Regions from separate parts of the Hordeum vulgare genome. Here region 1 is linked to region 2. A link is a contact called in public Hi-C data. All regions are on one chromosome and are shown on one strand. The core of a region is the stretch at or near the end of the contact, and the rest is flanking DNA. Distances in the headings are between cores, read along the strand shown.

Evidence for each region. A called contact is a pair of places that touch in the nucleus more often than the background predicts.
Region 1: a Hi-C map of seedling shows a contact between it and region 2, with 4 times the contacts expected there. The contact joins the promoter of LOC123447846 here to the promoter of LOC123447845 in region 2. A contact is called at or near these places in 3 of 6 Hi-C or Micro-C datasets (leaf and seedling).

What each region holds. Positions count from the first base shown.
Region 1 is chr4H:53,134,513-53,141,276 of MorexV3_pseudomolecules_assembly, reverse strand. It overlaps LOC123447846 (serine carboxypeptidase-like 19), which reads left to right and starts at 1,331. Exons shown (of 10, transcript XM_045124545.1): 1 at 1,331-1,557; 2 at 1,659-2,004; 3 at 3,421-3,522; 4 at 3,639-3,722; 5 at 3,922-4,074. The coding sequence starts at 1,343.
Region 2 is chr4H:52,947,276-52,954,098 of MorexV3_pseudomolecules_assembly, reverse strand. LOC123447845 (non-lysosomal glucosylceramidase) reads left to right here and starts at 1,942. Exons shown (of 20, transcript XM_045124540.1): 1 at 1,942-2,128; 2 at 2,818-2,914; 3 at 3,346-3,456; 4 at 3,712-3,768; 5 at 3,863-3,933; 6 at 4,584-4,683; 7 at 5,401-5,471; 8 at 6,152-6,252; 9 at 6,327-6,430; 10 at 6,534-6,587; 11 at 6,667-6,722; 12 at 6,821-6,823. The coding sequence starts at 2,840.

The sequences.
Region 1 (6,764 bases), core at 82-2,581, 190 kb before region 2:
CACATTTTTTTGAATTTAAGAACACTCTTTTTGGAATTTTGCGAATATTGTTTATAGACTCACCAACCTCTTTTACAAATTTACGGATTGTTTTGAAAGTTCTGAATTTTCAAAGTCTAAAACATTTTTCAAAAGTTATGAACATTTTTAAATCGTTAATATTTTTTTTGATTCGTGTACCTTTTGAGGTCCCGAATATTTTTTGATCCTCGAGTACTGTTTAAATTCACCATTTTGTTTTGGAACATGTGAAAAATATATGATTTTCCAAATGTTTCTTCATCATGAACATTTGTTTTGAATTTATGAATGTATTTTCAAATTCTCGAACATTTTTTGAATGCAATTTTTTTAAAATTTCACATTATTTTTAAAATTTTGGACTTTTTGGAAATCCTGAATTATTATAACGAATATCAAAAATGAAAAATGAAAAACAGGGGTGACTCGCATAGCAGATGGGTCTGAATACAAGTGTGGGCCAGGTGGAGGGAGGCTGCGCGTTTGTGTGTCACGAAGCTCGGTGTGCATCAAATAGTAGCTCCCTTTTAGGCTTTTAGCTACTGTCTCGCTATAAGCAAGACATAGACCGTATTCAGAGATCCTTTAGGTTTCAGCTCCACCAACTACATAGATAAATTTGACCCGAACGCTTAGAAGATACAATTTGACGGGAGGATTTCCACCATCATGGTCTTTCAAATGCATTTTTTTTTTGCGTGCCTTGTCATCAAGAACCGAGTTTGGACTGCGGACCGTCTCCAAAGTAGGGATTGACCCAACTGTGACCTTTGTCAGCTTTGCAAAAAAGAGCCTGAAATTGTGGCACACATCCTCTTCAGGTACAGGTACTCATTGAGAATCTGCTGCCATTCCGAAACTGTGGCACACATCCTCTTCATTCTGAAACTGTGGTCCGTGTATGCCTAAAAAGTAGTACAGTAGTAGATGCGGTTGCACTTCGCTCATCGTGAACGATTCCTGACACACACACACACACACACACACCACGGACCATTGCCCTGCTCCACGGCGGAACCGGCCATGCTTCGCCGCTTCAAGGGCCGTATATACGTACTCACTTCAGAAGAAGGCGGCACGTGGTTGGTGTTGCTCCGTCACAGACGTGCTGTCTGCCTCGCGCGCGCATCCTGTCCGTCTCCGCCTCTCTCCGGTACCGCTACCGGAAAACACTGGAAAAGACCCACGAGATGCACACCGTCTTTATCTGATCCGTGACGTACATGTGCTGCCAGACTTTCTCAACTACTCCTATTCCGTGGTACGTATACTGTACTAGTATTAAACGAAGTCAGCGGCTGGCAATCAGGTGGAGCAACCGATGGAGGTCCGAACGGCCAGGGGAGCAAGTCTCCATCGGGAAACCATGGAGGCGCAGGTGTCTCGGCCCCTGCGGCTCGTCTTCCTCCTCCTCCTCTGCCTCTTCTCCGCTCTGCCGCGCGGCTGCCCCTTCCTCCTCGCCGCCGACGCGGCCCCGACGCTCGTCGCCGGCCTTCCGGGCTTCGACGGCCCCCTCCCGTTCCGGCTTGAGACCGGGTACGTACGTACGCACGCACGCATTCCTCGGTCCTACTAGCTACTTACTGCATTGCAAGCCCACTCGCGCGCTCACAAGCTCCTTGTCCATGCCATGGCAGGTACGTGACCGTGGACGAGCAGAACGGCTCGGAGCTCTTCTACTACTTCATCGAGTCGGAGGGCGACCCGCGGCGCGACCCGGTCGTCGTCTGGCTCACCGGCGGCGACCGCTGCAGCGTCCTCAGCGCGCTGCTGTTCGAGATAGGGCCGTTGAGATTGATCGGAGAGCCCTACAACGGTACCGTGCCGCGGCTGCGGTACCACCCCTACGCATGGACCAAGGTTGCCAGTGTCCTGTTCGTGGACTCGCCGGTCGGCGCCGGCTTCTCCTTCTCCCGGGACCCCAGAGGCTATGACGTTGGAGAAGTCTCTTCTTCGCTGCAGCTCAAGAAGTTCCTCACCAAGGTATGCAAAGGAAAACGGTCCGCTTTCCTTCCCCGGAACCCTAGTTTCTTCTCCGGCTCCGGCAAGCTTGCCGCCCCTGAAGTTGGTCTGCCTTGGTAGCCTGTTTTTTAAAATGGGTTCGTGTCTAGTGCTAAACTCCCATCATGGCCTCAATTACACACACAAAAGCTCGTCTCACGGAGAAATCCCCAAGGTCTCCTTTGGTTCATATGATAGGATTATTATAGGAATAGGAAACTTGTAGGAAATGAGATGACATGCATCTCAAATCCTATGAGTAGAATTAGGAAAAGAGATGTCATTTGGTTCACATCATAGGAATTTTTCCATTAAGTCTAGGCTCTGTTTTATTTTCCTTTGAAATGTGAAGGATAGGAACCAATCATATGTAGAAATTGGAATGCACTAATTCCTATAAATTAAAGGGCTCTAAAGAAAAAAAATCTACAAAAATCCTATCCTATAGAATTCCAGTGAAAATCCTCCAAACCAAAGGAGGCCTAAATTTGCCCCGCTTGTTCATCGCCACTGACCGCGTCTAGAACAAGGTTCACTACGTGGCGGATGATGGGGTTTTCGGTAAAGGTCACTTTATTACTTAAAAGGTGCGGTCTATGAGGCTGATGGGGACGACACATTTGGCAGCCGGATGGAGCGATTCAAAAGCACGCATAGGGAGTTCATCGACGCGCGGCAGACCGTAGGGTGAAGGAATATGACATGGTGTCGCCGTGCAATTGACACTTTGTCCTGAAAACCCGATCAACAATCTTTGGTTAAGAGGTTTTGTAGACCTCAGAACTTTTTTGCTGGGGTTGTTAAGTGATCCGAACCAAAATATGGGGTAAAGTAAGCGTCGCAAATAGCTACAGGGAGAAAAGGGCATTTTGTATGGAAATTTGTTGCTATTTGCCCGAGGGATCGATGGATACCAGAGGACAAAGAACAAAATTGCGTAGTTACAACTTTGTATTTATCATTTTAATCAGTGGTTCACCGAGCATCCTGATTACCTCCCAAATCCTTTCTACATCGGAGGAGACTCATCCGGCGGAAAGATCGTTCCATTTCTCGCACAGAAGATATCAGAGGGTATGTTGCACCGATGAGGCGTTTAAGGTCCTTTGGAAAAACAGATAGTTTATTCATGCTTAAATACTGGTATGTTTTTTTCAGATATTGAAGCTGGAATGAGGCCGTTAATTAATCTTAAGGTGCTCTAAATTCACACCGTATCGTTTCCTTATGTAATAGTTTGGTTGTTTGCATCCTCGATGTCTGGACAACCTGTTTGATATCGTATTGATGCAGAGATCGAATGTAATTGATATCTTCTTGATATTAATATATTTTCTTTATCGAGAAAACTTTAGCTGCCATAATCCCAACCTGACCACAATTTGTATTGTTGAGCAGGGCTATCTGGTCGGCAACCCGGCTACTGGTGAAAGCATTGATTATGGATCTAGAGTGCCATTTCTTCATGGAGTGGGCATCATTTCCGATCAATTGTATGAGGTGATTAATTAGGCATGCCTCCAACACATTCACCTATGGACCTGCAGTTTACTACTTGCGCCTATATGAGGTTTGTTAATTATGTCTCCATGTGCTTGCATGTGATCGATCTTTAGACGATAACGGAGCACTGCCAAGGGGAAGATTATAACAACCCCAAGAATGTGCTCTGCGCTCAAGCTTTGTACAGGTTCAGCCAAGTAAGGATATAACTACTTGGACTTTCTCCCTCTTCTTTCGTATACAAATCAAGTGAAAATTAATGATACAAGTATCCCTCTCTCGAGCATGCCATTCTCCAGTGTTTGACTCTGTATAATAACTTACTATATGGTTCTGTTAATCTGTTTGACGCATTAATATGTTCTTTTGAACCAACTAATTGATGTTCCACTGCAGCTGTGGAATGAAATTTCGCATCCACACATTTTGTACAAAAGGTGTGTTTATGCGTCTTCCGGACCAGGTAACGGGGATACAGAAAGAAAGATCCTGAAGGAGGAAACAGGAGTGCTGAAACATCAACCTCCTCGTCCTCCAATGGATTGCCAAGTAAGTCCATGTGAAATAATCGTTTTTTTAGAAAAGAAAGGTTACCTCCTGCCTCTGCATCAACACGATGCATATTGCCCCTTTATTAAAATAAACAAACGGATCTCGGTTCAACATAGTCTTTGACATAGCAGTAAATAAGTAAAGGTAAGACAAAAAGTGCCACAACCGGCAAAACAGGCCTAGATGCCTAACCATCTATCCTATTACTGGACCGTCATCCAAACTGGTTGAAGATATCCCGTGCTACCATCTCCCATCGGGTAGACCCAGTAATCAAAGGCTCCCTGGTTTCCGCAGGAGTGAGTAATGACCATGTACGGATCAATGCCGCAACTCTGTGAAGTACCTACAAAAAATGTATATATGTATGTCTGTCAAAAACCACATCATTCCTACAGTTCCATATAGCCCAAAGAGGTGCACAATCTCCAATACGAATGTGTCTGGCAATAATCATATCAACTCCATCTAGCCACGTTCCAAATAACGTGTCAATGCTATCCGGAGGTACAATGTTGAAGCTATACGCACCGTCTGCCAAAGAACTCTCGTAAGTAGACATTGGAGAAAGAGGTGTGTAATGTTCTCTTCGTTATCACAAAAGCTACATCGAGTACTTTCCCTCCAATTACGTTTAGCCAAATTATCCTTAGTTAGAATCACCTTCTTGTGCACAAACCACATGAAGACCTTGATCCTTAAGGGTACCTTGACTCTCCAAATATTAATGGATTTTGGGATAGTAGTCGTGTCAATAAGATTTAGATACATCGATTTGACCGTAAATATTCCATTACTTGTAAGCTTTCAATGCACCCTATCAGGTTCCTCTGATAACTGGATATCCATGAGCCTCCTCACAAGGTGTAGCCATTCCGCCCAGCGATGGTCTATTAATGACCGTCTGAATTGGATATTTAGAGGATTTGACTGAAGTACTGTGGCAACGTACGCCTCCTTGCGTTGCACAATATTATAGAGAGTTGGATACTGAACGACCAGAGGCATCTCCCCCCATTATGAATCCTCCTAGAATCTCATACCCTCACCGTTTCCAAGAATAAATTTGGTTTTATGGAAGAAGGTTGACCTTACTCTCATCAATCCCTTCCAGAATGATGAATCATTGGATCTGACTTTTACCTGGGATAAGGTTTTAGAATGTAGGTACTTTTATCTGAAATAATCGTATGAAGACCAAATTACAACCAGATGTTTCATTTGTATGGGTTCTTCTATCAAATGCTGCATTGAAGTTTATCAGTGACCCAGACGGTCAGTAGTTTGAGAGAGTTAAACTTACTATTTCTGGAGTACTATCGGTCATTTGTATCGAGACACCAGTTTTTTTTTTAGAAAAGGAGGCCTTGCCCCGGCCTCTGCATCGAGAGATGCATGCAGCCCTATATTAACCAAACAAAGTCTTCACAAAGTACAGAAGTGACGAAAGCAAAAAAGAGTTGCAATAAAAAGATACATGGCGAACAGTGCGCCGAAGCCGGAAGTGGCTAAAAGATGTAGATGTCTAAACACCTATCCTATTAATATGACGCCATCCAAACCGGTTGAAGATACCCTGTACTACCATCTCCCAACAGACACACCCAGTAACCATAGGCTCCCTGGCTGCCACAGGAGTTAGTAACGACCATGTGCGGATCAGTGCAGTAGTTCTGAAGATAACCTGCAGAAAGTGAATATCACGTAGTCTGTTAAAAACCAAATCATTTCTGCTATTCCATAAAGCCCATAAAAGAGCACATGCTCCGACACAAATAGATTTGGCCAATTGAACATCGACTCCCTGTAACCACGTTCCAAATAACGAGTTCAAGTTAACAGGAGGAGGGATGTTAAAAGTAATGTGAATTGAGCGCCAAACAAGTTTAGCCATAGGACAATCGAGAAAGAGGTGCTGAATACTCTCTACCCTTGGACAAAAGCTACATCTGGGGCTACCTTTCCAATTCCGTTTTGCCAGATTATCCTTTGTTAAAATAACTCCCTTGTGAAGAAACCACAAGAAAACTTTAACTCTAAGAGGCACTCTGACCTTCCAAATATGCTGGGTTTTTGGAATAGGTACGGAATCAATGAGATCAGAATACATGGATTTAGCCGTAAACATCCCATTCGATGTTAAACTCCAAGAAATTCGATCAATCCTGTCAGAAAGATTAACCTCCATTAACCTTCTAACCAGATGCAACCAGGAGACCCATCTATCACCAATTAAAGATCTACGGAATTGAATATTAAGGGGTATCTCACGAAATACCGCGGCAACGGACACTTGTCGACGTTGGGCAATATGGTACAGTCGCGGGTATTGAAGAGCTAAAGGCGAATCTCCTAGCCAGGAATCTTCCCAGAATCTGGTCAATTCACCATTACCAATGATAAACCTCGATCTTTTGAAAAATGAGTTTTTCACCCGCATCAGACCCTTCCAGAACGGCGAGTGTAGTGGTCTAGCCGTAACCTGAGATAAAGTTTTGGAGTGAAGGTACTTGTTCGTCAAAATTTGTACCCACATCCCTTCGGATTCCATAGATAATCGAAACAGCCACTTGCTGAGAAGACATCTATTTTTGGTCTCCAAATTTTCAATTCCTAAACCTCCTTGTTCTTTGGGGTGACAAATAATATCCCATTTAGCCAGCCTATACTTAGTTGAGACCTCATCA
Region 2 (6,823 bases), core at 693-3,192:
AGAATTCACAAAGTTTCTTACACCAAAAAAGAGAAAACCCTCCCCGCAATCGATTGGATCAGAAATTCTAAGGGAAAATATGGAGGAGAAATGGTCTGAGGCCTCACCGACGAAGGGGAGGATGAGGAGGAAGACATAGAGCCCGAGGCCGGCGTACGAGGAGAAAAAGAAGCGGGGGATGGCGCGGACCTTGACAACGACGACCGTGACGACAACGATTAGGAGAAGATGCACGCAGAGGACGACGTAGACCTTCCGCATGAGCGCCCATCGCAGCTCCGGGCTCTCCCTCCCCCCCGGGTGCAGCGCCCCCTTCGGTGCCGGTCCAGCCCCTGTAGGAACGCGTTCGTCGCCGACTCTGCGAGGGAACATGTGCACACGTCCTCCATGAGAAGGAAGGAAGGAAGGAAGCGCCAGCTGGCGAAACCCTAGCGGGGAAGGGGTGAGGGGTCAGATGCGGTTACCGAGGGGGTGATGCAGCGGGAGAGCCCGCAGGAGGAGGGGCGGCGCGGTGGTGGTGGTGCGGGCGGCGTGGGAGAGACACAGAGGTGGGGAGATGGGGGAGAGAGAGAGAGGTGGGGAGTGAGGGAGAGAGATAGAGGTGGGGAGTGGGGGAGAAAGAGAGGTGGGGGGATGGGGTGGGAGGGGATCGGGCGCTACCGTTACGCGATCATCCCCTTTGCCGTGTGCTTGCCATCTGCTAGCAGACAACAAAGAGGGAGAGGCAGATGGCAAAGAGGTGGCGGCTGGTGGTAAAGATGGAGCTGGCGGCAACTTTCTTTGTCGTCTGCCTGGCGCATCTTTGCCGTCAGCCGACAAACGGCAAAGAACGCACTGATGGCAAATAGTATCTTCGTCATGAGTGGGTTCTTTGACGTCTGTTTTTTGGAAGCTGATGGCAAAGAGTTTTATTGCCATCTGCCGGTAGACGACAAAGATGAGGCAAACGACAAATTATCTTATTCCTGTAGTGCAATATTGCACGTTTTGATATGGCCATCGATTATCTTCAGGCTCAAAGAGATAACCATACTTTATTTCTCACGACATCTACCCAGCAAGCAAATTGGGTCAAAGCGTACTAACCCTAATTAAACTACTCGAGGAGCTAACTTGGTTTCGACAGAGTTGAGACACCGCCATCATGTTCGTATCGGTACGCTCAGCTGCAATATGCACATATCATATTTGAACATGACAGGAGCTGCAACGACAGTATGGCGCTGCAGTTGTTCGAGCCTTCCATTATAATTCATGCCGACCACACCTTAAATCATGAGGTCGGTGTTCCTTGGAACTGTCCTCAAATTTGTTTGCCTTTTGAGAACTAGTATTATGTGTACATATGTGCATGCAGACATGCTTCTTAATTTCCGTCCATAGTGGAAACTTACTTTCATGAGCACAAAAATTTCATTCTTACCGTCCGAAATGGTTCTCATTTTCCGGAAAAATATTTTCCTTGTTCACATCCATAGACCCACTGGCCGACTACCTTCACCACACGCGGCACGCCGACCTGCGGAGGGAAACGAAAGGTGATGCCATATGGTCACATCAACGTGCCAGACCTTCTGTCCCTGTGTGATGTGTATAACTCATACTACAATAGTTAGATTTTGGGCGTTTTTCAAACTCAACTAGATATTCTTTATTCTTTTGCGGGCTTACCATCAATCGGCCTGTGGTTGGAAAACGACTACGAGCTCAAGCACGGCCAATTGTGCACAAGTCTGAAGTCGAACGGAGAAAAGTCAGCTAGGCATCTGAAATTTGTTGAATTCAATTCGATTCAATTTAATTTAGCAGCTGTCTCGGAATGTTTATGTACGTACGTTGCAGACCATCAGATTTGTGTGATGCGATGTCGCTTTCCGATCTGGCCCCACGGCAGAACGGCTCCGCAAATACGTGGGGTTTTTCTCCAGCCTCGAGTAAACTAAAAGCCACAGGTGAAGAAGCCACGTCGGTGCGTGGTGGTTAAGATACGATTGCTCCCGGGCAGGCATCGTCTCGTCTCCTCCTCCTCCAACATCCCACGCGCTCCCGGGTTCCTAATCCTTCCGACTAGTCCTTCTGGGGCGGGCGGAGCTCAGATCCCCGGCGGGCGGATTTCAGATCGGGAAAGGTCAGATTCTTCCTCCCCACCCATTGTCGCTCGGATCGATTCAGGGCTTTCTCTCCCGATTTCTAGGAGGAGGGGGTCCTTTTGGCGCCCCGGCCGTTGCTTCTCGCGGGTGTTCTTGGTTCTTGCGGGGACCGTCCTCGCCATTTTCCTCCCTCCCCCGGTAGGATTGCCCGTGTTGTATTTTCTCTGCGATTTTCGAGGGGCCGTGTTTGCATCATGCAGCTGGATAGAGAACGATAACACTGTTTGTTTTCATCTAGTGATAATCAATGCGTGCGTTGAGAATTTGGCGTCGTCTGTTGTTCAGTTCTGAAAAAAAATCCATTTCTCCCTGTATGTGTATGAGATGCCGTGCTCTGTTGTTTGTCTGTCTCTGCAATTAAGTAAAAGCAAGGAATCTTTTTTATTGGTAGTTTTATTGAAGTTTGATGAGCCAGCACAACAGTGTCGTCAGCTTCAGTTCACATGCTCGATTTATTTTACACATGCAACTCCATTGATAGTCCGATGCTAGATACTCAGTATCTGCGTGTACCGGATACAGGAAATGGCTGACAGCGTCCCTATCTCGAGTTGATCTGACAGTATTTGTTCCATCCCTATATGCTTTTTCTAATGAACATATTCAAATAGTTAGGAAATCCAAAGCAGTACACCTGTTACATATTCGGATTTCAATCTGTTTACAGGCCCAGCTCGAAGGAGGAAAAAATGGTGAAGGATGTCCATGAGCCACCAAACGGCGTGTCTCTGAACAGTTCACATTCGCAAAGCATTGTCAATTCAGTGAGTTATTTCTTCCAAGATTCATTTGTAAGATGCCACCAGATATGTTCCTTACCATGACACTTTACTGACAATTGAAATGTTTGATACCTTCTGTTCTGAGAATATGCAAAAGGTTTTGTGTCTCGGTGTATTAGAAGGAAAAAAACTACTGTTATTCATCTTCACTATCAATAACAGTTGCTTGCTCTCCGTTCTCAAGCAAATCCTTGTAACATGCGGCCCAAAAATACTTAATAGTGTACATAAAGACAGATGATCATTGTGCACGTCATCCATTCTTAACTCTTTTAACCACCAATTTGAACACGTGGATCAAGTTCAAAAGAAAAGGAAAAAAAGGGAAAATAGTACGACTGCCATTCACCCTTTTTTTGCTTATTTAGTGCCTCCGTCAGATTTGAGATTCAAATGGTGCCTTGACTTGTCAGGAAAAGGTTAATCCTGGACAGATTCCAGAGTTGACATGGGAACACAAGCTAAGCCATGTTAGATATGATTTGCCGGCATTCGGACTTACATGGAGGGAGATACGGCAGATGGTATGTCTTCTCCTTTATGGAACTCCTAATCTTATGGTCTGCTGAAATTTATCTGAGAATAATTGTTTTAATGGTCCAGCTGTTTTTTATAAGAATAATGATGATTATTGGCAACCTTAACTAGAATTCTTATGTTCTGCTTTTTTTCTGACGTTTTTTGGGTTCTTACTAGGATTGTTGTTGGCTGTTCTTGCTTTGTTCTTCACATTTCTTGTTATATTTTCTCCTTGCCTTAGATTCATTTCATTGTTGCAGGCTGGTCTTGGTTTACGTCTTGGTCAACACATCCTTGAAGAAACTTCAAAAGGACGAGTACGCTTTCACATGTTTGCTTGTACTACTCATTGTTCTGTGGAGTTTTCCCCGTTTACAGATGCTCTTTCTGATCGTTGTTAGTTTTGTACAGACTGCTATTATTGATCCCATGAAGAAGCGCACTGCAAGATCTGGTCAGGGTGTTCCACTTGGAGGAATTGGGTATACCTTCTTGACTTCTCTCAGTGAACATGCATTCCTTATTGATGTTGAGTGTGGAATCCATCATAGTTTTTATGTTATCATAGAAAACTTATTTTACTACTTTTAAGTTGTTGAACTGTGTGCCATACAAGTGAGCTTAGCGGACTTTGAATGCCTTTCCATCCAGTGCTTGTCTTATCATGTTCCTGCTTTACTTTTTTGCTTTTATGTAACATGTTCCAATAAGTTCGATGAGCAAATGGGTTTGATATATTTGTTCACTCTACTTATTTCCGAGGCTTCTGTTGATTCTATTTATTCATCCATTCTCAATGATCTGAACTCCTTGGGGAAAACGATATATACTTAAAGCCTATTTATTGATCAGTATGCTGATAAATCATGTTTGCACTTGCAGTCGCCTGCATGTAATTTATTGTGCTAACTAGGGATAAAAATTGGAATTGGAGGCAAGTATCATACTGAAATATGGACGAGTGTGTTCTGCATTTGTACTTTTTCACTACTGATGAATAAAATTATTGTATCCCCTCGTAGAATTTATGTTTATTTTCTCCAAGAATTTTTTAATAGTGCATGCTTCAAAACTCTTCTTTTGTTTAATGGAGCTTTCAGTACACTATCCTCTAATTGTTGGAAGATTGTAGTGCAGGAAGTATTGGAAGAAGCTGCAAAGGTGAGTTTCAACGCTGGCAATTGTTCCCAGGAGCTTGTGAAGATAAGCCAGTAATGGCAAATCAATTTTCTGTAAGTCCTAAATATTCTTCTTTTCCATTCCACTTTGGCACATATATGTGCTCTTTTTGTTTATATCATTGCTGTTGTAATCGACATGACCATGATAGAAGCTGCTATCAAGGTAGCGGTTTGGTCTACTGCAACAATATATTCATAAAATTATATATAAATCACTGGTTAAGCAGGGGTCACATTAAGTTAAGTGGGCTACCAATGCAGCTTGTATTGTGGCCCAAAGATTATATAATTTTCTTTTTCTGCCTCCCTGCTGTCTGATAGAAGTTTAAACATTACGGACTAAACTCCTAACAATGTTTTCTTACGGGCTAAACCTAACCCTTTGAGAACAAAATAGAGGAAGAACAGACAAAATCCTCACAAGTGGTAAAAATATGAAGACACCATTCTTTGAAGGGACTACAAAATGTTATAATGAGTATGATAGTGAAACCTTTATACCATTCTTTGGGGGTGTCATACTTGATTATAACATTCATATGTTTGGATCAGTAAGATTTTACTTGAAATGAACAGAACAATAGTCTCATAAGTAAATGGTCTATTTAAACGCTCTCCAACTCTTACCCGCATGTTGCAGCCATGCATTAGTTGCCAAGTGAGATATATGACTACCCTGTTATGCTAGTTCCTATGAGTTAGAAAATAAATAAACAAACATATTTATATTGGAAATTTGACATGATATCTGAATACATTTTGTTTTAGGCCTTCATTTCCCGCAAAGACGGCAGAAAATATTCTACAGTGTTGCATCCTGGGAAATCGGATTTGCCAAAGTAAGTATATGACAGTGTGTTTCTTAGTTTATTGTTTATGGGAAAAGCTAACCATCAGCCGGCGGATTATAATGACCGCATCAGCCACCTCCCCTGTAAGACACGCGTCCAAGTGACTATGCGGTTCTGCAACAAAGACTATGTTTCTGAAACATATACGATGTTGCAGTGGTCTACTATAGATTTATGTTCTGACCATCCGGCCGCCGCCAGCCGCCCATGCCGCCCATGAACATTGCAAAAAAATTCCGCAACTTGACCTTTGTTGTAAAAATTCCTGAAACATGACCTTTGTTGCAAAAAATTCTCCCGCAGAAGTACCTATGTTGCAGAAAGACGAAGAAAAAAAATCCTGCAACAAGCAAATTGTTTCTGAAACTCGACCGTTGTTTCAGGAATTAACGGGTCCAAAGTTTATTTTTTGCAACAAAGCGAAAGTTTCTGCAACTCAGCCATCGTTTCAGGAATTATGGGGTGCCTGACCGGAGCAGATCTGACGGCTACGTGTAGATCGGACGGCCCTCCAAGTGGTGGATGTTTAGTAAACATCCACCGGTGGATGCGTAGCAGGCCCCATTGTTTATACATTGAGTTAGTCTATATAATAGATTTAGAGAGTAGCATTTTGATGTATCAATCTTGTACATGGAAAAGATTCCTTAGATCTTCTTTAATTGCAGAGGAACTAACATTTCAGGAATTGGATCCTGGGATTGGAATCTGAATGGAGGGAAATCTACTTATCATGCACTTTACCCTAGGGCCTGGACCGTTTATGATGGTATTGCAAGAACCACAGAAATCTTTTCTGAGGAACTATGTTTTTTTTTTGTAATCTTGTATTATTGTTACTAGGAGAACCTGACCCGGATCTCAAGATAGTGTGCCGTCAGATTTCTCCAATTATCCCACATAATTATCAACAGAGCAGCTATCCTGCTGCAGTATTCACTTTCACAGTAATATGCTCCTCCCCCTGGATTCCATAAATGCACTTATTAAATGGTTGGTTTTAACTTGATCACCTGTACATCTTAATTTGATTTTCTAATTTAAAAACAGGTAACTAATTCAGGAAACACAGCTGCTGATGTGACTTTGCTTTTTACATGGGCTGTAAGTTCTTATTTGATATTCCACGTTTTTATTCTACTTCTGGACCTTTCAACTGGGAGATAAGTTTATATCTCTGCAGAACTCTGTTGGTGGAAAATCTGAACTCACAGGAAATCATTCTAATTCTAGTATGACGTAAGACACTGATGAATGGATTTTTTTTGGTTTATTTTCCACCTTGTTATTGAATAAATAGTTGGATTCATATTTCATCATAAATCTAATGACAACAGAGA